4 separate regions of the Mus musculus genome follow, and all the other regions are linked to region 1. A link is a contact called in public ChIA-PET and HiChIP or PLAC-seq data. All regions are on one chromosome and are shown on one strand. Each heading gives the region's core, a stretch centred on a gene start, on an enhancer-like site or on the middle of the called end of the contact. The rest is flanking DNA. Distances are from core to core; before and after follow the strand shown.

Evidence for each region. ChIA-PET counts read pairs in DNA pulled down with a chosen protein or histone mark. HiChIP or PLAC-seq counts read pairs in DNA pulled down with a chosen protein or histone mark.
Region 2: a contact with region 1 is called in an H3K27ac HiChIP or PLAC-seq map of embryonic stem cells, with 9 read pairs. The contact joins the promoter of Ahcy here to the promoter of Zfp341 in region 1. A contact is called at or near these places in 1 of 484 Hi-C or Micro-C datasets (CD4 T cells) and 4 of 115 datasets of contacts at active chromatin or transcription factors (effector CD8 T cells, embryonic stem cells and memory CD8 T cells).
Region 3: an RNA polymerase II ChIA-PET map of memory CD8 T cells shows a contact between it and region 1, with 71 read pairs. The contact joins the promoter of Eif2s2 here to the promoter of Zfp341 in region 1. A contact is called at or near these places in 2 of 39 promoter capture datasets (erythroid cells and neural stem cells), 2 of 484 Hi-C or Micro-C datasets (CD4 T cells and CD8 T cells), 12 of 115 datasets of contacts at active chromatin or transcription factors (the SCID.adh cell line, bone marrow-derived macrophages, effector CD8 T cells and 7 more) and 2 of 9 other capture datasets (adipose tissue and liver).
Region 4: a contact with region 1 is called in an H3K27ac HiChIP or PLAC-seq map of embryonic stem cells, with 3 times the contacts expected there. The contact joins the promoter of Bpifb5 here to the promoter of Zfp341 in region 1. A contact is called at or near these places in 2 of 484 Hi-C or Micro-C datasets (the N1E-115 cell line and cardiomyocytes), 3 of 115 datasets of contacts at active chromatin or transcription factors (all in embryonic stem cells) and 1 of 9 other capture datasets (pancreatic islet).

Annotation. Positions count from the first base shown.
Region 1 is chr2:154,609,249-154,615,739 of GRCm38.p6, forward strand. Zfp341 (zinc finger protein 341) reads left to right here and starts at 4,120. Exons shown (of 15, transcript NM_199304.1): 1 at 4,120-4,154. The coding sequence starts at 4,124.
Region 2 is chr2:155,071,556-155,077,902 of GRCm38.p6, forward strand. Ahcy (S-adenosylhomocysteine hydrolase) reads right to left here and starts at 2,942. Exons shown (of 10, transcript NM_016661.3): 1 at 2,810-2,942. The coding sequence starts at 2,837. Gm39966 (a long non-coding RNA gene) reads right to left here and starts at 2,619. Exons shown (of 2, transcript XR_866885.2): 1 at 2,395-2,619; 2 at 1-2,151. It overlaps Gm45609 (a long non-coding RNA gene), which reads left to right and starts at 2,957. Exons shown (of 3, transcript XR_001783519.2): 1 at 2,957-6,347.
Region 3 is chr2:154,890,313-154,896,662 of GRCm38.p6, forward strand. Eif2s2 (eukaryotic translation initiation factor 2, subunit 2 (beta)) reads right to left here and starts at 2,594. Exons shown (of 9, transcript NM_026030.2): 1 at 2,378-2,594. The coding sequence starts at 2,392.
Region 4 is chr2:154,220,748-154,227,852 of GRCm38.p6, forward strand. Bpifb5 (BPI fold containing family B, member 5) reads left to right here and starts at 2,995. Exons shown (of 15, transcript NM_144890.2): 1 at 2,995-3,146; 2 at 4,191-4,407; 3 at 6,344-6,448. The coding sequence starts at 3,038. It also overlaps a transcript of Cdk5rap1 not described here.

The sequences.
Region 1 (6,491 bases), core at 2,870-5,369:
TCATTGTCAACCAGGTAGCCCAGAGGGACTAGGACATGGGACTGATAGGCATTGTGATAGAGGAAGGGACAGTGGTAATGAGTGGAAGGTTCGTAGAGGGCACAATCTGCCTGGGGGAATTCATTTGCATTAGGGCTTGGCATCCCTGAAGCCTTATTGATCTGTCCCATCCAACGCTCTGGGTCAAGCCTTGAGGTCCAATCAGAATAGATGCAGCACCTCCTACAATTGATGGGCGAGAAAAGAGAGATAACTGCTAACAGCAGGAAATGATCACGATGGGGGTGGTGCCAGGAACTGTGGGCGTTTAGAATGTCGATGCTGTGTTCTGTCCTGTCCTGGAAGATCATGGAACATTTCTCAGGGGAGGCAAGAAGACAGGTTCCTATTATTCCAGGAAGGATAGAAAAACAGCCCTTCAGGGGCAGTTCACAGAACAGCACACAGAACAGATGTGCACACACCCCCGCGTAAGGAGAGAAGTATTGGATCCCAGCACTCAGGAGGCAGAGGCACGCAGATTTCTGAGTTTGAGGCCAGCCTGATCTATAAAAGTGAGTTCCAGGACAGCCAGGCCTATAAAGAGAAACCCTGTCTCGAAACAAACAAACAAACAAACAAACAAACGCACTAATGTGTGGGTAGAGAGATGGAAATTTAGAGGGCAGTTTGATGGATGTTCAATATTTAAAAATGTTTAACTACAACGTGGAATAGTGAGATCAGTCTGCTAACCTTGGGCAACCAGAAAGAGCAGGAAGCCCACAAAGAGAACAGGGAGCCAAAGAGATGCCATCCACAGTAGATGGCTTTCATGATCATAACCACGCTGTCCTAATACTGCACTACCATTTGACTCCAAATGTCCTCCTTGTTTTACCGCAAATAACCTATGTAAGCCTCAGCCAGAGGAATAATCAATACAAACCACGATTTTCCCTCTCCTCAGTATACTCCTAAAATTAGAAAAGAGATGTGCTGGAGCTCCTCTGTTGGAATGCTGCCACCATGCCCTACTAATGCCTCGTCAGCCGTCTGCAGGTTCACACCCTCAAAGCCTCTTCTTGCCCGTGGATTCCTTAGCCCGCCCTAATTATCAAACAATTCCCTTGTCGATCTTTCCTCCCATCCTCAAAGGCAGCTGAGCGCTGCACAAATCTCCCCTACAAAAATCTACTCCTGACAGCTAATCTTCTGTTTGCCTTCAGAACAAAATGTAGAACTCTCAGCTCCTCCCTCACCATGCCTGCCTGGATGCTGCCATGCTTCCTGCCCTGATGATAATGGACTGGACTTCTGAAACTGTAAACCAGCCCCAATTAAATGTTTACTTTAAAAAACAAACTAACAAACAAAAACCAATCCACTCCTTTGCTAGATGTGTTGACAACTTTTGTTTTTTATTTTTCTGAAGCAGGGGTTTCTCCGTATATCCTTAGCTGTCTGGAACTATCTCTGTTGGTCAGGTTGACTTTGAACTTTAGAGGTCCACCTGCCTCTGCCTCTGGAATACTAGGATTAAAGGCCTGCGCCACCACTATCTTGATCTTGTTGGCAACCTTTAATCCTACCACTCCAGAGGCAGAAGCAGGTAGATCTCTGTGAATTTGAGGCTAACCTGGTCTACATAGTAAGTTCCAAGCCAGGCCAGACTACATAGTGAGACCCTGTCTCAAAACAAAACTAAAACCACTACCACCACTAAAACAAAAACACTCTTCACAGACTTCACAGGCCAGGCAGTCCTTTTCCTGTAACTTCTGCAGACCCAGAGCTCACTCCAAATGCTAAAGCCCTTTTTCTACCTTCTTTCCAGGAATAAAACCAGAATTTCTTCTTTTCTATTTTTAACATCACCATTGACCCATTGGCCTCAGATTTTGATTTCTTCCCTAAAATTTCATCTGGCATTGCTTTTATCATTATTATTATCGTTATAATGTATCTGGTCATTTAATTCAACTTTTAATCATTGGGTCTGGAGAACAGTGCAGTGGTTAAGAGCACTTGTTCATGCAGAAGACCCAGGATCCATTCCAAGCGCCCATATGGTGGCTCACAACCCTCCATCACTCCAGTTCCAGGGGATCCAACATCTTCTAGCCTCCAGGGCACTGCATGCATGTAGCACACAGCTATATATGCACATAAAACATCCACACACAAAATAATAGAAGTGAAGATATAATTTTTAAAAATTTACTTGTTTGGGGCTGGTGAGATGGTGTGTGAAGTCAGCTACAGTGTACTTATGTATAATAATAAATAAATCTTTGGGCCAAGAGCAAGCAGAGGTCCAAAAAATTCAATTCCCACAACCACATGAAAGCTCACAACCATCAGTACAGCTATATACAGTGAACTCCCATACATAAAATAAATAAATAAATCTTTTTTAAAAATTACTTGTTTGTTGAGCACCTACGATATGCCAGGTATTGTTCTAGGTTCTAGAAACATAGCCAAGACCAAAAAAAAAAAAAAATTGTCTTCAGTCATAATCTATCAGAAAACATAGGCCATAGACCAGGAAGTAAATGAGGGGTGGAGAAGAGGAGCCATGGCTTCAGATAATTTTTATTCTGGTACAAGGAGAAGCTATGTTAGTCAGGGTAGTTGGTCAGGAAAGGCCTCTTTGAGGAGGTAGATGACCCAAGAAGCAGTGGTGTCAGCTGTTAGGAAGGGTAATGGAAGCTGGAGAGAATAGTAAGTACAAAAACTGAGGTCAAAATTAAAGGTCAAGGGTTGAGGTGGAGCTAAAGTAGATCACCAGCTTAGCATTCATTCACCAGGCTCTGTATGCAGCCCTGCCCTCTTCGAGCCCCACACACTCAGGGCAGCTGACACTATTAAGTGAGACTATTAAGTGAGCCAGCATTACAGAACTTTGTGCAACAGAGGACAGTTAAGTCAGAAACTCACAACTAGTTAAAGTGTCAGTAGAGTGTTTAGCCACAGTAGGACTTCTATCTCATCTTTTCCTCTTTCCAAGACTCAGGCATCATGGTGAATGTCGGGGTGGAAAGATATAAGAGCCAGAGTTTGGGGAGGCCTGGGGTGAAATCGTGTCTTGGAAATGGCAGGGCTACAGCACTTGCAAACTCAGACCAGCTGTAGCTTTCTCCACCTGCACAGGATCAAGCCAGTCATCATTCCAGAATGCATGGATGAGGACCTCACAAATCCCCAGAGGTCTGTCTTGGGAGAGAAAGTCCTCTAAGTGTATATGTAGTCCCTGATAAACCATGTTCCAGTGGATGACCCCACACTGACACACTGATCAATATAATGTACCAGCAGTTCAAATTGGACTTCATGGATTATAAACAAAACTTAGAGACGGCTCAGCTGGTAAAAGCACTTGCTGCTGGACTGAGTTCAGTGCCAGGGTCTCACATGATGGAGGGAAGAGAATCGATTCCGGAACGTTGTCCTCTGATCTTCACACATGTGTTTTGTTGTGTGTCTGTGTGTAGATATATGCCATGTGTGTCCATATACACAAAACAAAATTAATAATAAATGTAAAAACGACGACATGAAGTTGGGAGTGGATCCCCTCCCTATGAGTTTGAGCTAGGAATGGCTGAAATGGTAATAGGGTCGTCAAAGAAATGGGGTCTCAGAGAATCACAGTCGAGAGGTGTGTGAATGGGAATGGAGGTCCCTCCAAAGCTGGAAATTGGGGTTAAGAAGAGCACTGAGGGAATCTAACATAAACTGAGGAATTAAGACCAGAGATAGGAGTCCTTCGAGAAGGCTGCTTTCCAATCAGCGTGGCACAGTTGCAAGGTGTGGGGTGTCCATGTAACAGACAATCTCGGTGAGGTGGGTTGGTGTTGCAACCTTGAAGAAGACTGTGTGCAGCGATCATGGGGTGCGTGTTGAAGAACTGGGGTCGGTGTCCGCGTTGGGAGGCGATGTGCGAGCGCCGGACGTATGTCTGTGTAGAATTGGAACTACTAGGGGACTGGGTCTCCGGCCGGACAGCGGGGCAAGCTGTTTCCGGGGCAGGGGCTTCGGCGTCGGCTCCTGGGCGCCCCCTGGCGGCCCCGACCCCGCCGCGGTTCTCACAATGCTTGCGTAGCCCCGCTCCGACTCCCCGGGCGGCGGCAGCTCCAAGATGGCGCAGGCGATCTTCGAGGCCCTGGAGGGTGAGCGCGTCGGGCCGGGGCAGCGGCTGTTCCGCGTGGCGCCCCCTCCCGCCGCGCCCTCGCAGCGCCGGGCCCAGGGCGCGTGGAGGCCGCGGGGCGGAGGGCGGAGGGCGTCCGGGCCGGAACAGCCGCGGGGCGGGAGGGGGCGGGAACAGCCTGGGAGCGCCGGCTCTGCGGGGAGGGGGCCTCGGGACCGGAACAGCGCGGCAGTCGAGGCCGCCGGCGCGGGAGGGTGCACGCCCAGGAAACAGCCGGGGGCCTGGGCCTGGAGAGACGGCGGTGCGGGAGGGCTGGGCGGCTCAGCTGCCCAGTCGGGCGCCCGAACCACTCAGAACGTCCCGAGACCCACGGTGGCCTCCGGGCTGGGATGTAGTCCTACTAAGTCCAGAGCAGAGAAGGAGGCGCCGCCTGTGTGCACAGCGGAGTCTGGGAGAGACCACCGGCCCAAACCAGTAAACACAGGGCACCCACCGTGCTCCGATCTGAGCCCTGCACGCGTGTGCCTGCTTGGGCTACTCTGGTCTCCGATCGAATCGGATTCGATTCTGTGATCTGCAAGATCGCCGTGGTGCATGGGCCCCAGGCTCTGGAGAAAGGGAGCTCTGAGCGCCACCATGTGCACCTGCTGGAGTTTAACAACAAAGGATGGCTCTAGAGACAGGAGAGGAGTTGGACACAGTAGTAGCCTTGTGGGTGGAGGGTGGAGTGAACAGCCCGAGTGGAAATCTGTGGGCCGGGCCGGCAGAAGGAAACCAAGGCTTGTAGTTCACTAGCTTCTTGGAGGATGAGCTCTCACCTGAGTCTTACCTTTGAAAGAAATCCAGTGATTCTTACTAAGCCAGATTCACTTGTCCTCATCCTCCTTCATTACTACCCCACCTCACCCCGCCGTCAGAATTGTGGGAAAGAATAGTAAAAGAAGGCAATCTCAGGCAGGGTTTGCCGTGCATGCTCATAATCCCAGCGGTTGGAAGACAGGCAGGAAGATCGTTAGCCTCGGCCACATAAGGATTTTGAGGCCAGCTTTGGCACCATGAGACTTTCAAAAACCAATTAGGAATATATGTGTACATACATATACTCAATAACAACTTTTTTTAAAAGGCCATGACTTTGAAGGAGAGTGGAGAGGTTATATGGGAGGTTTGGAGGGAGAAAAGTGAAGGGCGGAATGTCCTAATCAAATTATAATCTCAAAAGTATTAAAAATATCATTGTACAGAAAATAAAAGGGGGGAAAAACCACAAAACAACGGGAACTCAAAAAAGAAGACTGCAAAGGTGACCCCAGCTGGTGTGTTCTGTGAAGAAAATAGCAGGGGTGGTGTGGATCTGGGTGGTCAGTCAGGGTCGTGGGTGTTCGTTCCCTTTTGGAGGACAGTGGGGTATTGCGTGTGGTCAGGTCGTGGGTGTTCATTCCCTTTGGAGGACAGTGGGGTATTGCATTGTTTAAACGTTTCGTACAAGCATATGCTTGTGTATTAGCTAAAGAAAAAATTAAATAGGATTCGAGAAGTGTAGTTTCACTGGCCTTGAAAGGTCCCCAGGACCAAAATAAATAAAATTTCTACGAGAAGAACAGCAGGTGTGTGGCGATCCAAATAAAAGGGCATCGGAAGGACCAGGTGGTGGAAGCCAGGGAGAACAAGATTTCCCATAATTCCCGGTGCAGTGTAGCGGAGCGGCTTGAGAAAAGCCCTCCTCAGATCTGATGAGGCTTCTGAACTTTATCTTGGGATCAGTGTGGTGCTAAAAAAAGGTTTTCATCAGGGGAGCCACATCATCTGATGTATGTTTTATAAAGTTCACCCCGGCTTCTGGGGAATGCGGGGGGGGGGGGGGTATGGTGAAGGGCAGCAGGGAGTGTAAGGAGCTCGGCCAAGCGGCTGGAGAGGGTGGATCCCAGATATATTTGGGAAGCAGAATAGGTTAGATTTGCCAAAAGTCTAGAAATGTCAGGAAGGAAGCAGTGGGGTGAGGGAAGATTCCGGGAGCGCACCAGGGGCCTTGATGGGAAGGAAGGAAGGAAGGGCAGTGTGCCCGGCTTGTACTGATGGACTTCACCAGAAGGGAAAGGAGCGGAGGGTGGAACGTTTAATTAAGGGCTTTATGTTTTCGACCTTTTTTTATATGTATGGTCTGTATGTGTGCATACTTAGGTCACAGCATGCATGTGGAGGTCAGAGAACAACTTGCAGGAGTCAGTAGGTCCTAGAAGCCAAACTCAACTTGCCAAGTGCCTTCACCCACTGTGTGAACCCATCTCACAGGCCCAATATTTTATCTTGAAAAAAAATTTTTTTTTGTTTTTCCTCCTGAAGTTCTAATAGACAGAGT
Region 2 (6,347 bases), core at 1,692-4,191, 460 kb after region 1:
CTCCTGAGGACTGAGGTTAAAGTTGTGGGTCATCATACCCCCACCTCCATCAGCAAGGTTTTGACTGAGCATCTCACGCTCGTCTAAAGCACTAGTTCTCAACTGGGCCAACAAAGCAGCTTCATGGTCCCCTTTGTTCTCACATAGCAAGTTCTTGGTTATAGTCCAGTGGGAAACTTTTTAAAAGTTTAAAATCCTAACCCTTACCTGGGCTTCAGGCCCCACTCCTGTCTACCAACTGTTTCTATCTCCACTTTATTCTCCTCACTATCTGCTCAGACACACGGATCTCTCCCCCATCGCAGGAATTTAACACAGCCAGTTAACCTGGAAGGTTCATGCCAAGTACCAGGTCCAGTATATGCTCCAACACATCTGAAAATTGAGGGGCTTAACAGATGGCTTAATGGTGAAGAGGACTGGCTGTTCCAGGGTTTAATTCCTAGCAGCTCATGGAGACTCACGACCGTCTACAACTCCAGTTCCAGAGACCCAACACTTTCTTCTGGCCCCTGTCCACATCACATGCACGTGGTGCATAGACCTACACGCAGGCAAAACACCCAGACACATATAACAAAATGAGAAGGAAAAAAAAAAAACCTAAAAATCGGTGGACTGACTCAAACAGGGGTTTTAAAATAAATCAGGACTTTACTGTCAGTGAGGTAGGTCACCTACAGAGGTTCAAAGGTGGTGTTATTTGATGACCAGATTTCTCTTTAGAAAAGATTCTACTGGCCAACTGTAGCAACATGTGCCTATAAACAGTGCTGTGGAGGCTAAAGGAAGATGGAATTCAAGACCAGCTGAGGCTCAAAAAGCAGGAAAACAAAATGGGAGCAAGGAGATCACAGACCTGTGAGGAGAGATGAGACTGGGGACTGGTAGCCATGGAGAGAAAAGTGGCAGATCTCCTCACATAAAACTAACACTATACCATACGGGCCTATCTGTCTCAGCCGTGTGCCTGGGTCTCAATACCTCCAGTGACCAGCAGGCCCTGGCACAGAGGAGTCAGAAAATGTCTACCGGCCATACCAGCTGCAAAAAAAATAAATAAGCAAAAATTCATGAAGAGATGGTACAGGACAAGGAAAAAGAAAAAGAAATAATGAATGAAATAGAGGGGAAAAAGGAAGGAGGGGGCTGGAAAGATGGCTTGGTGGTTAAGAGCTCTCTGGCTGCTCTTCTAGAGGGCCTGAGTTCAAGCCCCTGCACCCACATGGTAACTGACTACTGCCCATAACGCCAGACGGAACTGTGGAACCCTTTCTAAACCCACTTCTTCAAAATAAGGAGAATCAACTTGAACCTGAGCCCAAGGATCATAGGAAATGCCAAACGAGTAAGGTCTAGCATACAGCATACCCTACTTGATGGGCAAATCATGCCTCCACCCTTACACAGGCAAGAACCCAGCCTTATCTTCATCCATACAATCTGTGGTCCCCCCCTCCCAATCTTCATCCATACAATCTGTGGTCCCCCCCCCTCCCAATCCCTCCCTACACAGTATGTCGAGCCTCCATTCTAGCTCTTCCGCCAAGACAACACTGACTTAAACCTCTCTGGGCTTCAGTCTTAGCATCTACCCAGTGGAGACAATAAACTGCCCTGCTGGCTGATTAACTATCTTAATAAGAATTTGCAAAGCCACTTCCCTAGGTTCCTGTGTAATGGGATAGCATTCATCTCCCTTTGAGGACCCTTTCCAATTTAATAGAGTATTGAAATTATTTTAAAAGCTAACCAGCCTGAATTGCTTTGTTTTTCTGTTTGTTTGGTTTGTAGTTTTGTTTTGATAGGGTCTCCCCATCTTGTCCAGGTTGGTCTGGAATTCACTGTATGCCCAGGCTGACCTCTGAAATGAGCTGATCGATTCCTTGGCCTCAGTAGTGATAGCAGGGCTGGGATTACAAGCTTGTGTCACTAGGCACAGTTTGAATTGGATTGTGTTGAAATTCCATTAGGGTTGTTTCAAGTGTATTGCCTTGTATACAGACAGCAGTGGAAGAGATGAGCTTAGAGGTCATGATGTCCTGAGTCCAAATTCTAACCAGCTGCTTTCCAGTTACAAGATTCTGGGAAAATGCCCTTTATACCTCTGGATATTCATTGTAAACATAAAACCGTTCCTTCCATGGAGAGCTACAATAATAAGACGGGTTAGTCTAGAATAATGCTATAAGGCAGTGCCCATCCCACTGTAAACGCTCAAGTTAAGGTGTGTTTACTCAGACAGCTTTCTATAATCGGGACAAAACGAACAGTAATTTCTAACCACTCCAAATTTTCTAGACATCCACTAGATATCCCAGAGATTGAGCAGATGGGACCCTAAGTTCCCGTTGCACCGAGACTAGCCGTTTCCAGGCCTCTCCTCATTAGCACCTAGAACACTGATGCTCTCTCCGGCCCTGCTCAAGGCCCAGAAGACGGTGGGCCCTTGCTAGGGGCCACCCAAGCCGCCAAACGCCAGGGCCAGGGTCTGGGCCTCTAGGGCCGCTTCCCAATGGCCAGTCTCTCCGACAGGAGCACGCTGCCCGACCAAAGATCACAGCCCGCGCTGCCGCTCTGGGCGCCTACCGCGGGGCACGCCGGGACTTGTAGTCCGCGGCCGTTTCCCACTCCTGGCTCTCGGCGGCGTGTGGACTCCAATCCCCGGGCACCTGCGCGGCCAGGCCAGCGATTCTAGGGGTCCCGGGGCGCCCCGAAGCCGCCACCTAAACAAGACGCAGGTCGGTACTGACAACAAACCCAGGACGGGAGCCGAGTCGCCACGGAGGACTGAACCCTTGGGACTCACCGACTTTGTAGGGCAGTTTATCAGACATGCTGGCGGCGCTTCCGCTAGGACTGATGAACTCAGTGAAGGGGGCCGGGCGGCGCGGGGCAGGGATCTACGCCTGGCGCCGGCGTCTTTAAATATCTTCTTATTTGAATATTCATGAACCTGCTGGGGGCTGAAACTTAGGGGCGGAGCCTAGCTCGAGGCGTTGAGCGGAGCGGGAGCAAGGCTGATCTCTGCCTCAAAAATCATAAATTTTGTGCACTGTGGCCTTTGGACCCCTGGCACTCGACTAGGAGGGAGCGTGGAGAGAGGCGGTTCTTCTCCCATCCGTCCAGCCAGTGAATCAGAGGTCAAAACAAGGCAGAATTCTTAGACTCTAGCCAATTTACTAACCTGAGCCTTAACTGCTTCAATTGTAAAACTCTTGCAAGATCAAAGTAAAGAGCTGGGCCTAGTGGTATGTGCCTGTGAATCCCCACTCTGGAGACAGTGTCTGAAATCTCCCGCTCTGGAGCCAGAGCCAGGAGATTTGTCACAAATTCGAGGCCAGTCTGCTCTATCGCTAATTAGTTCCAGGCCAACCGAGGCTACAGAGTGAGGCCCTATCTCAAAAACAAAGAAAGAAAAATCACCGGTTGCAATTGTGTCACTCTCTCCTCCCTCTGTTTGCCTTTCCTTGCTCGCCCCCACCCCCTCCTCAACACCTTCTCATTCGGTAGTCTTTCTTGGTGATTCACAGGCTGCTCACATGGAAATGACTGCGGAGCTATCCGCAGGAGCATAGATAACTCACCAATGACTATACACCTGAAGAGTATGACTTCTCTCTCAGCGGCTCTCAGCGGCTAGCTTTCAGGAAGGAAACCAGGCCCCATGTTGTGTGCATATACCATCTCTGGGGAGTTCAGTTGGCCCCTTTGTAAAAAGTTGGCCTCCGTTGGACTTATCTGTCTCCTCATGGAGTAACAAGGAGGGTCACAAGACCTTCTCCTGGGTGTCCAGCTGCACCCTACCTCCTGTTATATGCAATTCTGCCTAAACTGAACATGACCTCAGGGAAGGACTAGAGTATGTAGTCAGGGAAGTAGGTTCCAGCTACCCGTCTACTGGCGAGGCCCTCATCCCTGCTGGTTGAGGTGTGGTCTCCAGCTGTGGTCTTTGGGGAAAAGCATCATTCATACCCCTATCTGGTAAGTACCCCCTGACCTGTGTATGCGTTGTCAGGAAGCTCACTGACCTCACCGGTTCCCCCAGAAGGATCTTCCGCAGAATCATACCTCAGTTTATTTGGGAGGAGGTGTAGATTTTGCTTCTGTCTCCTAGGAGGGAATTTTAGCAATGTCCCGGGACACCTCCCCCATCCATGACTGAATGTTGCTGGGGATCCAGTGTTGTGCAGGTCCTGGGCAAATAGCTGCAGTTGTGAGTTCTGATTGCAACGGCCATGCCGTGTGGGTCCACAACCCTCCTCCCCTCCATCCAGTTCTTACGTTCTTTCTGCTCCTCCTCCTATGGTGTTCCCCTGAGCTTTGAAAGGGCGTGATATGATCTGAGACAGTCACACTCAGCACCTCGACCAGCCATGGTCATTTGCATTACCTGTCATTTGCTACAAAAGGAGATTTTTCTGACCAAAACTGAGGACTGTGCCACTCTGTGACTATAAACAAATATTTAGGAGACAACATTTAACTCAACAGTAGTAGGCTCCTCCTGAAGACCTACCGTTTCCCCAGCTATGCATCTTTGACTAGACTCACAGTAACAAGTATAAACTCCCTCCTCTCTCTATCTTTTGTCTGTCTATCTGTCTGTTTGTTTCAGCCTATAGACCAGGATGTAACTCTCAGCTACTGCCCCAGCACTGTGAGTGCATCATACTCTGGAAATATCCCCACCATGCCCCACCACGATGATAATAGACTAATCCTATGAAACTGTAAGCAAGCCCACAATCAAATTCTTTCTTTTAAGAAACAGAGGAGTAAATTCAGTGGGAGGTGGAAAGAGACTGGGAGGGAAGGAGGGAGGGAAATTGTGGTTGGAAGGAAGGAAGGAAGGAAGGAAGGAAGGAAGGAAATGATGTATTTATTTTTAAAAAATCTTAATTTTACAAGAGTTGCTTTGGTTATAGTACCTCTTCATAGCAACAGAACAGTAACTAAGAAGTGTCTAATTCTGGTGGACAACCAATAACAGTGGCAACAACCTGTGTTATTTTAGGAGCCTCTGGAGCCTGCCTGGACAATAATTCATAGGAAAGTATCACATAACAGGCTGTCCTGGTCAGGTTTTTGTTTTTTTTTTTTTTTTTTTGGTTGGTTGGTTGGTTTTGGTCTTGTCAGTTTGACACAGGGTAGAATCGTCTTGGAAAGAGGGACCTGAAGTGAGTCAATGCCTCCTCCATTCATATTGCCTATAGGCAGGCCTGTGGAGGCATTTTCTTTCTTAATGATTGACATGGGAGGACCAAGCCATCTTGAGTGGTGCCACCCTGAGTACTTATTCTGAGGAGTGTAAGAGAGCAGGCTGAGCAAGCCTGTAAGCAGCAGCTACCCATGGCTTCTGCTTCAGCTCCTGCTTCCAGGTCCCGGCCCTGACTTCCCCTCAGGGATGCATATCTGGAAGTGTAAGCTGAAGCAAACTCTTCCTTGCTCAGGTTGCTTTTGGACTTGGTGTTTATCACCGCAACAGAAAGCAAACTAGGGGGCTGGTGAGATGGCTCAGTGGGTTAGAGCACCCGACTGCTCTTCCGAAGGTCTGGAGTTCAAATCCCAGAAACCACATGGTGGCTCACAACCATCTGTAACAAGATCTGACCCCCTCTTCTGGACTGTCTGAAGACAGCTACAATGTACTTACATATAATAAATAAATAAATAAATCTTAAAAAAAAAAAAGAAAGAAAGCAAACTAGGACACTCTGCCCCTGCCCCCTCTATCCTCTTCCCCACTCCCCACCCATCCTTGTAAACCGTTGTAATCTCAGACGGAGACTGTGTGAATAAAACACAACCTAAAGATGCAATCTCCACTGTGCTCACTGGCCTCCATTGTGACAGCTATCACAAACTCCAGTGTTCCAATTACAAAACCATGAACCAAAATTGATCAATCTCTCTCTTGCACACACTCACACACACACACACACACACACACACACACACACACACACACACACGAATGCACGCATATAGATATACACAAGAATGCACACACATCTATGTGCACACATATGCACACACCATCACTCTTGCTTCTGTTTCTCTCTTCTCTGTCCTCTCCCTTTCTTTTCTCTCTTCAGTCCCCCATCTCTCCTGTCACTGTGTAATCCAGACTGGCCTTGAACTCATTATGTAACCCTTTCCCACCTCCAACTTGAAATCCTCCTGCCTCAGCTTCTCAAGTACTGAGATTACAGGCTTGGGCCACCATGCCCAGCTAACCCTTTCTCCTGTTAAGTTGATTGAAGTATTTTGTTATAGTTATAGAAAGTTGTCTAACACAGAAGTGGTCCCTCTTCTTCTATTTTGTAAAAGAGACTATACAGAAC
Region 3 (6,350 bases), core at 1,344-3,843, 280 kb after region 1:
TAAGACTTTGGCTTAAAAAGTTTCATATTGAGGCTGGAGAGACTGCTCAACAATCAGAGAGCACTGGCTGCTCTTTCGGAGGATCCAGGTTCAGTCCCCAGCACCCACAAAGCACCTCACAACTGTTCCAGGAAATCCGACACCCTTACAAAGACATATGTGTAGGCAAAATGCAAATATACAATTCACATGAAATAAAATAATTTTTAAAAAAAGTTTCCTATCAAGCCTCAGTTGGGGGCGCACACCTTTAATCCCAGCAATTGGAGGCAGAGGCAGGTGTACCTCTGAGTTTAAGGCCAGTCTCATCTACAGAGTTCCAGGACAGCCAGGACTACACAGAGAAACCCCGTCTCAAACAACAACAAAACATTTAATTTTTTTTTTTACTTCAGTTTTGTTGATGCCTAGCACACTAAGAATAAGCCATCCTCAGTCTTATCTTTACTGTGTGTGGTGGACGGTGAGGGGGGCAGGCAGGGATGTTGTCCTCAAACTTGATACTGACATACTTTTGAGGAGAAAATATCTTAACTTGATGGCAAATTTGGATCAGCTGGTTATGGAGTAACATTTCTCAAAACAATAAAACTTTAAGGCCGGGCGTGGTGGCGCACGCCTTTAATCCCAGTACTTGGGAGGCAGAGGCAGGCGGATTTCTGAGTTCGAAGCCAGCCTGGTCTACAAAGTGAGTTCCAGGACAGCTAGGGCTATACAGAGAAACCCTGTCTCGAAAAACCAAAAAAAAAAAAAAAAAAAAAAAAACTTTAAACTAGTCTAAACATTACTTCTTCCTACACCATACTTTACCACAGAAGCAATAGACAGAACAATATAACAATACACAGGTAGTTATTTTTAAGTTACGAAGTTTGGTTACTACATGTGTTATCTATTACCTCTTACTACCCATAAGCACTTTACCACAGAACACCACAGCTGTATATAGGTAGTTATTTTTAAGTCTGGAACGTGAGTAGAAATAAAGGCTAAACACTTTCTGAACTTTTCTAACACATAATGCAGTAGCAAAGAGCAATGTCTAACGTGTCTTTCAAGCAAGAAACATCTATCTCTTCCAGAGTTTAGTGAGTTTGCAAGAGCCTCCTAGTCATTTAGATGAAGGCATACTGCACAGAGCTGGGATTCTATTACTAGCTCAGGCACTTGGAATTTTATTAGAGGCACTGTACAACTCTAAGCTCCAATTGGCTCATCTCTAAAATGGACTTACAGGAATTTATTTTACTGAACCCTGGAAACCAACTTAAACTAGAACTAGTTCCCATGAAACAAATCTCTAATTCCTTAATGTAGTTACCTAAGTCCTCCATAAACTAACCAGCATCTACTTCAACCAAACTAGTGAATACTTCACTTTCTATGCACTTTCTCCCTTCTTGACCATAAACGCCTTGTGATCAGTTTTCTCATTGGTTGAGAAAATTCTGATCATTTCTAGAGCCCATTCAAAAGCCAACTCTGCACAGAACCTTCAACTATTCCTCTTACCCCTCCCCTAGGCCTGTAAGTCAAGTAAGTCACAAATTCTTCGTAAAGTACTTCCTTGGGGCTAGGATTAGGCTTCTAGGCCCAATGCTAAGCAATATCTAAGCCAAGACCACTCTTTTTTCTTTAAAGTCATTTAATGGTATGTGAACTAGGATAAATCTGGAAAAGGCAAAACCCAAAAAGATTTAAAAGAAAAAAAAAAGACACAATAAAACGGGGGACGGGGCTTGAAAAATTCTGAGATCCAAACCCAGTCAGTTTCACAGCCGGACCTTCCTGCTCACCTCGCCTGTAAAGGAAACTTTGGGACTCGGGCCCGAAAACTTTTCTCGAAAGGTGGTCACTTCCTGAGACTTAAAATATCTTCTCCTCTGGCTCTTTGGGTTCCTGTCTTAAGAAATAAGGCCTCGAGCGGGAAACGGGAGCGAGATATCCGCCCGGAAAAGGCAGCCTACAAAGTTTTAACCTCGGTGCTCCACCGGAACCGAGAGGGGCCTCGCAGGGCACCCTGACCCCTCAGCCGTGAGAGCCGAGGCGGCTATGTGTGTGAGGAAAGGAATGCCGGGGCGGCCGGGCAAACTAACTCGGCATTCAACCCCTTTCCGAGAGGACGGCTCAACACGCTCTCCATTCCGAAACGCCGATCACCGTGGGAGACAGGCCTCGCCGCCGCCCTGAGGAGAGCCGAGGGAGACCAAGTCTGAGGATCCAGAGTCCTCGCCGGCTCCACAGCTCCGGGACGCCTAGGCCGGGCTGCTCCACATGGCGGCCGGCTACAGCTAGGCCGCAGGCCCGGCTTCTCACACAGGTGTGGGTTCGGCTTCCTGCCTCAGTCCTTAGCCCTAACTCCAGCTCAGCCTCTCACCTCGTCCCCGGACATGGCTGTAGTTCGAGCGGGTTCGGCAGGGATGAAAAGTCAAACCGGTCGGCTTCACGGCCCGGAGTCAGCGTAGCTCCCACCGATACTTCTCACAGCACCGCACTAGGCTCTTGCATCAGCGAAAGGGAGCGACACCCCGCCCTCCTCTCAAACGTTGGAAGTGCGCCTGCGCAGAGCTCGCCAAAGCGCAGGCGTACAGTAAAGCCAACCTTACGTGCTTCTCGTGGCGCGAGTTATTCGGCGACTCCCCGGCGCCGGGCATACTGGGACTTGTAGTTTGGCTAGAAAAGACCGGCGCTTGTGCGCTTCGGGAGTTTCGAGGGCGTGCACGACTGTTTTAAACATGTCAGGATGTTCGGGTTCTTGTGCTGCTGGTTACCTAAGAGGTTCGAAAAGTGCTGTGTTGCTTGTAAAGTGAATTTGGGGCCATTTTTCAGGTTTAACTTAGTGGAAACCCTAATATGAACCCGTGGAGCTGAGTTCACGCTTTCCCCTAGAATCGGTCTAGTATTCGAGGAATGCACCTCAGTAGAAGCGTTTCACTTCGTGAGAAGTTTAACCTTCTAGCTTTTTACTTCAGAAGATTCTTCCCTGGTTTTCCATAGTTAGACCGAGGAACGAAGCCGTCCTCTGAGGAGAAACAGCCCAGCAAGCTACAGTCTGTCAGGAAGCTTCGAAATAGTCTTAACTAGCTCAATAAAGGGGCTATGTTGAGAAATGTGTAGAGTAGGTAATTAACTTGTTGACGAACTTCATACCATATAAGTAAAGACACTACAACGTCCTAGGCGATATAATCATCTGGGACTATTAATTATGTGTCCTTTTTTGACTAAAGCTTCCTTATATGGTACATGACTCCTTGTTTATGGAGTCTTTGCTAGACAATTCTGGATGTATCATCTATTTTCCCTGGGGAGATACAGCTGCCATTTAGGAAGGCCTCGGAGTATGCGCTTGTAGTTAAAAAACAAAACAACAAAAAAACACCTGTGTTTGTAACCACAGGGAACTGCAAAGCCCCACTGTTTGAAAGAATGCTCAGCTGGGGCGTCAGGTGATCCACTCAGGTGACTGAAGGGACTGCTCAAGTAAGTAGATGCTATCAGGAGATGAGAGTAATTATCAAGTTTTTAATGCTTCTTGCATAAAAAGAATCAAGTGAGGATTAATCTATGATTAGTGAAAAAAAGCCCTCACGTTAGAAGAGATGGGGAAAGTACTTAGTGATTTTTGTAGTTGGCAAAATGTTCTTCTTGATTGATTTTTGTATTCATACCTGATTACTGAGTTTGTCTTTGTTTTGGTCTACTGGAATTACAAAATGGTCTGTCTGAGCTGGGTGTGGTAGCACTTACCATCCTAGCTCTTGAGAAGTAGAGGCATGAATATCAGAATTTCATAACCAGCCTGGACTACATAAGATTTTATCTTTTTAAATTAATCAATTAATTGATTAATATACTTTACATCTTGACCACAGTTTCTTCTCCTCCCAGCCCCTACCCCCCATTCACTCATCCTCTATTTCTCTTCAGAAAGGGGAGGCCTTCCATTGATATCAACCTGCCCTGGCATGACTCGTTGCAGTAAGACCAGAGGCATCTTATCCTATTAAGGCTGGGTGAGGCAGCCCACCTAGCCTCTGGGAAAGGATCCCAGAGGCAGGCAACAGAGTCAGAGAAAACCTTGCTACGCTCTCTGGTCGAGTCAACTGGACAAGCCGAAAGGCTTAAAAGTCACTCATGAGGCAAAAGAGTTTCAAGGAAGCTCTCCTCCTGGAGTCTAGTGTTCTCTACCCATACATTAATTTTTCATTCCCGAGTTCCATTACCGCACTAGTCTAGAGTTGGATCCACGTGTGCTCTCTTTCAGTATTTTCCTATAAGTGCTCTGACATGGCTAAAGCCTTCCGCCAGTGTTCCAACAGTCCAAGGGCATCCTTGACCAAGATCAAGGGTTTAGAATTCAGCAAGATTGTAAAAGCTAAGTCACTCCCTTACACAGGAATTTACCATCACTTAAAAAGAAGGAAGTTTCAGACCAAAGGAGAAACCAGAATAGATACTATAGCAGAGTTACACCCATACACACGTATTTACAATGGCCTAAGGAGAAGGTAGACTATACAAGAGACTAAAATAGGAACTGTGGCAAGGACGGGAAGCCCTTGACCCTGGCTTCTAAGATTAATGAATTTTAGGTGGAGCCCTTGTTGATCCCAGCTGTTATCAATATATTCTATCCTGGGTGGTTCCGGTTAGACCTTTTGTGTTTGCATTCCTCTGTTTTATGTAAGATTCTGGTCACCTCAATTGTACCTTGCGAATATGTCACCCAACTTCCTTATTGTCCTCTGCATAAAAAGTCTGATGCTCGAGTTGTAAAATTACATTCAGATTCCACACAAACTCTCCTGCGTGTGTGTCTGTCTGTCATTCATCCAAGCTTTGCCCACCAGCGTCGAGAGACCCCGTTCCACGCAGACATAGGGACCCAGAAGGTCTGCAGCAAAACCTATTACTGTTGTTCGGAGTCCCACATGAAAACCAAACTACACAACTATAACATATGTGTAGAGGGACTAGGTCAGTTCTGTGGCAGGCTCCCTGGTTAGTGGTTCAGTCTCTGTGGCCCCTAGGGGCCCAAGTTAATTGATTCTGTAGGGTTTCTTGTGGTGTCCTTGACTATTCTGTCTCCTACAATCCTTCCTCCCCCTCTTCCACAGGATTCCCCAGGCTCTGCCTAAGGTTTGCCTGTGGGTCTCTGCATCTGTTTCCATAAGTTGCTGAATGAGGCCTCTCTGATGACAGTTATGCTAAGTTCCTGTCTGGGGTCCCTGGTGCTGGAGTGACCTCTAGGAAAGCAGCCAGAGTTGTGGGCCAGAATATGGATCCCGAGAGGATGGGGTGAGATCTTGTCTTAAACAACAACAACAACAAAATAAAGAAACAAACAAACCAGGCAGTAGTGGCTCTCTGAGTTTGAGGCCAGCCCAGTATACATAGTGAGTTCCAAGACAGCCAGGGCTACATAGAGAAATGCTGTCTCAGAAACAAAAACAAAAACAAAAGATGGCTTTAGTGTCTTCTTACTGATCGTTTTGCTGTACACTAAGTATAAACTTATTGTTGTGTTAGAATCTTGGCTCACCCTAAATATTAATTAAATTAAAACAATGTTCTATGAAATCACTTAGTTCGGGCACACACTAGATGAAAACATCAGCACAGCTGCCCACTACCCGAGGCTGTTCTCCTCATGCTCTGTAATCCTTAGTATGTTCTCTGCTTTAGGCCTGAAGACAACTGAGTTAACCCACAAATATTTAGAAATACTTCCTGCTGCACACCTGTCCCTAATCTAGGCAGAGCACATCCTTGCCTCCAAGGAACTTACAATTTAGCAAGAGAGATAGTTTATTAGCCCCATTGTCCAGATGAAGAAACTGCTTGTAGAGCATTGAAAGTGTATCCACAGTTAAATACAGACAACAGAAAAAGTGAACCCCTGACAGTTTGATACTGGTGGCTATTCTTTTACCTTGAGAATCTGAATTGCTGCCACCAAACCACAGTCGTCTGTAGCTACTAGCATCTATGCATAGCAGGATCTCTTACCAGCAACACTATTGGCAATTTGAACAAGACAACTCTGTTATAGGTTGATGTTCCCTGCATGGAGGCTATTCAGTACCTGGTCAATATCCAAAGATGCCAGGAGCATACTCCCTCCAGTCATGATATTACCTGATGTCTCAGGGGGCGGGGGGGGGGTGCGAGAGGCGGGAGGGGGGCTGGGATAAGCATCACCCCTGGTGGAGAACCAGTGATAGACACATCTTTTCTCTTCCTAGGTTATTGAGATCCAACAAATATCCCTGGCTAGTCCTCAACTTGCTGAGTGGACAGGTTTTGAAGAGGAGAGAATGAAGCTGTGGATGGAGTTTCAGCAAAGC
Region 4 (7,105 bases), core at 1,745-4,244, 390 kb before region 1:
TATCACCAAGACCTTTCCTACGCAGATACGCATGACAGCCACTGTCTCCGAGGCTTCCCTGAAGCCCCACGGTTCTGGGACAAGACAATAGGCATCTGTTTGTTTAGCCTGGGTTGTTCCCCACACCCAGCCACAGCCTTCAGTCACACAAGAGCCCTTACAGGAAGACAGGGGTAGTGTCTGGGAAGGGACAGTATTCAGTGCCAAAGCACGTTTCTGCCAAATTTCCGGTGTGTAGTGCCACCTGGTCACCGTAAGGCGATTTGTTCCACCCCCATGTGATCACCAGTTTTGAATGTCAAAGATGAAGACATAGCTATGGCCAAGGCTCCTCAAGTCCCTCATCCCCTGGTGGCAGATGAAGATGCCCAGGATCCTTATTCCCCGGGCAAGGGACAGCTCTGAGGTCCAATCTCAGCTCTGGTTCCCAGGCCTCCCACAGCAGCTGGTCACAGCCTACTCGCCACTGTTGTGTGGGTCATCTCCAAGATCTACTCCACTCACATCTGGGTATCAGCCTACTGCGGGTACCAAGAACATTTGTTTCATGTCAGTTACACCGGAGGGATCTCAGAGCTGACCCACCACCTACCTTCCCCACAGCCTAGGCAGCACTCTGCCCTCACCCAGCAGCATGTCGCTGCCTCCTCTTCCAGGCTCCTTCCTCATCCACTCTCTTCTGTGCCCTACTTTCCAAGGGAAAGAAGACAAACTGTCTCTGCGTTGACCTGCATCTGGCAGGACCCTGAGACTGCCATCCCTGACCCAGAGACAGGAGACCCTAGCTAGGGGCAGGAGTTCTCAAGTCCCACAGGTAGGGCTCTGAGCCTCTGCATCCTTCCTCAACAGAGAGAGTAAAAACAGAAACAGTAAAGAGAAAATTCCAGGTTATATCTTTTAAATTGTCCCTAATTGACACCCATCTATGACCCTAGCTCCTGAGAAGGCTGAGACAGGAGGACTACTAGTTGGAGACCAGCCTAAGTTACATCACAAGACCGTGTTTCAACACAACCCAAGTCTTGAGCCTGGGGAGATGGATCAGTGGTGAGGAGCGCTGGCTGCTCTTCCAGAGGAGCTGGGGTCAGTTCCCAGCACCCACGTCATGACTCACAACCATCTGTATCTCCAGTGCCAGGGGATCCGGTGCCTCCTTCTGACCTCTGTGTGCACCAAACATATGTATGCTCATAGTGAGACAAATACAAGCAAAACACCCACACATTAAATTAAATTAAAAAAAAAAACTCACTCTTTGAGATGTAGAGGTGGATCAGAGATTAAAAGCATTTACTGCTCCTACAAAGGGCCTAGAACCTACATCAATCAGCTCACAACCACCTGTAACTACAGTTCCAGGGACTCTGGTGCCCTCTGACTGCCAAAGCACATGCCCACACGTGGTTCACAGAATCTCATGTAGGCACACACACACATACATACATACATACATACACATAAATTTTTTTAAAAATCTTAAAATATAGAACCCAGTCTTCTCTAACATATTCCATCAAATCTGTGAACTTTCGCTGACAGTTTGTCCTGCTGGCTGAAGGAAGCGCTTCAGAACAAGCCATGGTCAGCCTCGTGCTTCCTGTGTGCTTCCTACGTCTCTGCTGTCTCCTGGAACTCTGTCTTCCACCAGTTCTCAAGCCTGAGCATCCAGGTGAAAACTGGAACTCCTGAGGGAAGGATGGGAAAGGAAGGGGAGAGATGATGTAATGATATTATAATCTCAAAAGAAAAAAAAAAGTTTAAAACAAAAAAGAAAAGGAAATTGGCGCTAACACCTGCCCTGCTTGCACCCTGAGTTGAAAGGAGAAAATTCTGTTGAAAATCCCACGACAACTGGGGACAGCTGTTGGTGGCTGCACCACCCGATAATGAAGGAGCCATGCTCACATAGTCAGGGGCATGCAGGAGCAAGGGGTGCTGGGTTCCCACAAGACAGGGACTCCATAAAGGTAGGTGGCAGGCTGCTCTGTCATGGAACTGCTGTGGCAGAACCAGCCAATCTCTGGGTCCTTTCTGGGCCCCAGCATCAAACCCCAGCTTCCTCTGGCATCCTCTGGCATCCTCTGATATGCTACCCAGCCCTGATGGAGGTGCTTACTCCTTTGTGTCTCGGCTCCCTTATGTATAGAACGCGCATGATCATAACGGCTTACTAAGCCTTCCTGTGCACCAGGCCTGTGCTTACTACTCCACAGTTGCTGCCCCGCTGACCTTCACCATCTCCCCAAAACCACGGTAGGTTTATCGTATTCCCAGTGAGGCTTAGAAGGAAACGAACTCGGCTTGTTCTCCATTCCTCAGCTCTTTTAGGACCTGTCTGCAACTTTGGTGACCACATCTGAGTAGAAATGATTTAAGAGCCTAGGTGACATACACAGGAAGGACATGGGAACAGCAGGAACAAGGTGGACATTACCAGCTTCATCAGGCGCCTCACCAGCTCACACATGCACACACACACACACACACACACACACACACACACACACACACACACACACCCTTACCACCTTGGGATCTATGCCAGTCACATCTTTAGCAGCCTCTGTACTCCACACAAGAGGTGGAGATATGCCAAAGGAAAAGGGCCCAAGCCCAGCCCACTTCCTCCTTGGGGTCCAATTGCCACATTCTGAGCTTGTTTTCCTCCCACCCCTGCCTCAGTAACAGGCTCTATCCGTTTTGGCCAAAAGCCCCTGGCTGCAAAGTGCCAAGAGAAGTGAAATCTCCCGCTGAAGAATTGAGCATGCCAAGCTCTGGCCTGGGGCCTTGGCTTCCCACCATGTGCCCACCCTTCACTTCAGAGCTTGGTGTATACGAGTAGTCCTTTAAGAAAGCTGGTGTCACAGGCCTGAGAGAGCTGGATCCATAAGGGAGTCAGGCCCCGCCCCGCGCAGGAATGTCAGAACATCAAAGGATGGGGGCGGGGCACAGAGTGGGGTCACGGGGCTGCGGGCCCCTCGAGAGGACTTAAGCTCTCACTCCCCTGGCCAGCCGGGGCGCAGGCTCTGAAGCAGGGATGCTGCTGCTGTGGGCACTGCTGTTATGCTGGGGGGTGCTGCCCCAAGCCCGAGGGGCAACCCACACTCATCTCTTCCTGCGGATCAACAATAGCCAGCTGGAAACAGGTGAATCTCAAGGAATGAGCTTGAAGAAGCATGACTTTGGAGAAGGCAGAGCAGTGGACAAGAGCTCTGGGCTTCTTCCCCTCTGGTGTCCATTTACCAGCTGCCCACAGCTGCCCTTGCCCCTCCTCTGCTCTCACACTTGCTTTGCCTCCCTCTTGCCATGAGCAGTCCTCACCCTGTCATTCAAACCCTCCAGTGTCTCCCTTGCCTCCTCTGCCCACCACGTAGAGGTCACTAGAGGTCACGCTGCCTCTTTGGCTGGTGTGGGCCCATCCCCCTTTCTCTCCTTCTCAATGTAGAATGCTCTGACTGGGCTTGGCAGACAAAGTCCTTACCACCTCTCCTGCAGAAACATCCTCTGATCTCCCTGTAGCAGTCAGGTCTCTCCTGGCTCCCACTGCCCTCTGGTAAAACCTCTTCAATGGCCTTATCCAGACATACACCTGCTAACCTGTCTGCCTGCCTGCTGTTCTCCCTGCTGCTTGTCTGCGGGGCGCTTCTTGTCACAGCTTGGGGATCTGTGACCTTGGAGGCATTTGCATGGGCTGCTGCTCTCCCTAGACTTAGGTCTAGCTGAGTTCTTTCTCCTTCTTGGGGTGTCTGCCCTAAGCCTCCTCCTTACAGCAGACCCTCATGTCCAAAGCAGGCCCTCCACACCCCAGTCACACTTAGAGTCTAAGTGTTTCTCTGTAACACTTCTAAAACTTACTTTACTGACTGGTATGAGTTCTAGTTTGTCTTTCTCCCTGACTGCCATGTCAACTCCAGAGCAGCAGCAGGAGCCACGCTGTTCCTTAAGCCCAGCAGACTGACCTATGGGCTGAGCTAGGTGGCAAGGCAAGGCTGAGCCAGGACAATGACTTAAGCACAGGAGTTTGAAACCAGCCTGGGCGATACATTGCGATCTGAGCTCTGGTCTCCTCATAAGAACTTGTTGCTGAATGGCTGTCTTATCTTCTAGCTGGGTTCAGGTGCCAGTGGCTATTTGCTGAATGGCTGAATGGACCCTGAGGAGTTTTTTTTTTTTTTTTTTTTTGTCCCCAGACATCTCAAATCTATTATCAGAGAACCAGGTCCTGGAGGGTATGATCAGGATGGCTGTGACTGGATCCCCAAGTGAGGGTGTGTCTGTCATGGACTCCCTGCCCTTCGTCAGAGAGGAGCTCGTTGACAAGAAGAGTGGGCTGGATCTGTCATTGGTGGGGGACCTGCTCTCTGGGAAGACTATGCCTGAGCTGAAGAAACTGCTGACGACAGCCGGGTGAGTGGCCATGCGGTAGCCTGGGCCTCTCTTCTCCCTCAGGCCTTTCCCTGTCAAGCAGAGGAGAGGTGGGCAGGCAACCTGGGGTCCACAGCATCTCCTCAGCCTTGAATGCACGAAGCAGGTCCTCCTACTGTGTGGCTACCTTTCCAGACCTCTCCAAATCCCTCTAGGAAGGAAGCAGGGGCTTCCCCTCTGTGGTTCCTCAGTCAGTCCTATGCTTTATAAATTTGAATAATGTTTCCAAAATAGCTTCTGTTAACCGCCGGCCTTTGGATGACATGAATATATCTCAAGATTCAAGTTTCCCAATTGTGTGGTCTTGTCAGCACAGCCACACTAAAGTGTCCAGAGCCAGTGGCCTCCCTGTAGAATGGAGGCCAAGACAGGGGTCTTCAGCTGCTTCCTGGAAGCAGGGCTCAGCCTTTGCGCCTAGCATTCACTAACAATCTCTGATGCTGGTACCAGGTGCCTATTGACACCTCATGGGGCATCCTTGGGTCCAAAGTCCCTTTCTCTAAGAACACAGCCATGTTGGCTTATAGTCTAGCCTGCTCTAGTATGACTTCTAATCATGGCCCTTACTAATCATGCTGGCAGCCAGTGTCTTTCTAAATAAGGTCACGTCCTGCAGTACTAGAGGCCAGGACTTCACCTTGAACTTGGACGCAGGAACATCTGGCCACACCTGTCCTGACCTCCCACCCAACAAATGTTAGTGTCAGGTCTACAGCCCCTTAGCTGGTCCCCAGATGCCTGCCATGCTATCTGCTCAGCCCTGAAAGCCCTGAGTTGAAGCCTCCTAGTAGAGCAAGAAGCCACCTAGATGAACGGTACTAATTTTGGTTGGAGACGGGTTTCTCTTAAGGTGACCTGCACAGCCATAGGCTCAGCTGTGAATGCATGAGTCCCTCCCCAACATGACCCATAAGACCTAAGACTCCAAGCTCCGAAATGGATTTTCTGGTGGGAGTAAAATGGAGAAGTCAGGGAACTATAGTGTGGGGACACGGCCCAGGGAGGCTTGGGAGGTAGCACAGGCAAATGCCACCCCAGCTATGCCACATGTTGGTACTGTCCACAATTCCCCTACCCCAGCTGGGTAATCATGCCATGGCTATAAGCCCACCCTATTCCAGGACATGGCTTGGGAGGAAGAAAGGACAACACCGCATGAACTGATCCTAAAAATATCCTCCAGGCTGGGCAGGAGGGTCAGAAGTTCAGTGCTCAGCTACATAGGAAGTTCGAGACTAGCCCAGACATACGAGACCCTGTTTTGAAGCAAACAGGGAAAGAACTCCTTCCAGAAGGTTCCGTGCTGGTGGCCAGGTTCCCCTCTGTGACAGAACATGTTGCTGCCAGCCTTGGTGGCTCCAGAGGAATCCGTAGCTGACACTAGTGTCCACAGTGCAAACCTGACCCCTCCAAGCCAAGGGAGGAGAGGCACCTGAGGCCTTAGCAGGGAAGGGAGAACAATGTTTAAGGATGCTCAGCAGAGCCTATGGGGTCCTTCCTGGAAACTACAGGGGCTGATTCTTGCTGAGATGTGTTCTTACCTGCTGGCTTTTCCTTTGAAAAGCTCAGACTCTTATCCGTGAGACCTGGGAATCAACCCTAGGTCCCATGTACATTGCCAAAACTTCTCCCACTGAACTACAGCCTCGGCCCAGGGTCAGGTACTTGGATTCAGCAGGTTTCATGTGTACAAACTTAAGCTACAGTCCCTGGCTTGTTAGAGGCCGACCCAGAGAAGGGTAAGGGCTGCCCAGATCCTCAAGGCTTAGAGACTGGAAGCAGAATTCTGTGGTCTTGGAAGGCCACTGTGTAAGGACACGCTGCCCAAAGCTCTCTCCACTCCTCCTGGCATCAGCGCCCATTCTAAGTACTCCAGATATACACAGAGCCAGACATATCACCCCCATGCCTCCCATAGGTTGGTCATAGAAGATGCCAAGGGACCAGAAGTCACCCTGCAAATTCTAAGTGACAGCCTGCTGCAGATCACACTGCGCTGCAAGCTGTACCTCTCATTCCTAGAGTAAGTACACACAGCACTTCCTCCCCACATGCTGCCAGCAGGCAAGACTAACAAAAGCCATGTGTCACCACGAGGATCACAAGTGCATTCTACATGGGCAGGTTTCAGCAGGGAAGCTGGGGTTTGGAATGGGGATGAAGCCTGCCCTGGGTCATTCAGTGAGTCTACAGTGATGGCTCTCTCACTGGCACTGATGGGACAGTCTGAAAAGGGTCTGGGGCTCCTGGATTGGGCAGTTGAAGCAAGAGCGTCCATTCCCTGAGCATGAGTCTAGAACCAGCTACAGTTCTAGTTCTCTACTGCAGTAGGTCAGGAGTCCATCTCCACAGCTCTGAACTGAGTGGCTGTACATGTGGCCACCTGCAGAGGCGGTGACACGTTGGTTACTGAAGTAAGGAGAGTCACAATGCCCTTTGGGAATATGCCAGTTCCTGCTTTCTTGGGAATATGGTTTTTGTTCTAACTTTAGCACTTAATGGAGGAGACTATGACCACTCCATCTGGAATGCATTTGATCTCATCTGGTGTCAGAAGCTAAGCAGACCCCTTAGTAAGTGTTTGGATGAGAGGTGCTAAGCCTAGGGAAGCACTGTGACAGGGTCGAGGGGGCCTGAGCTTGGTTGGGATAGTGTGGCAATGGTAAGATTCACGACCTAG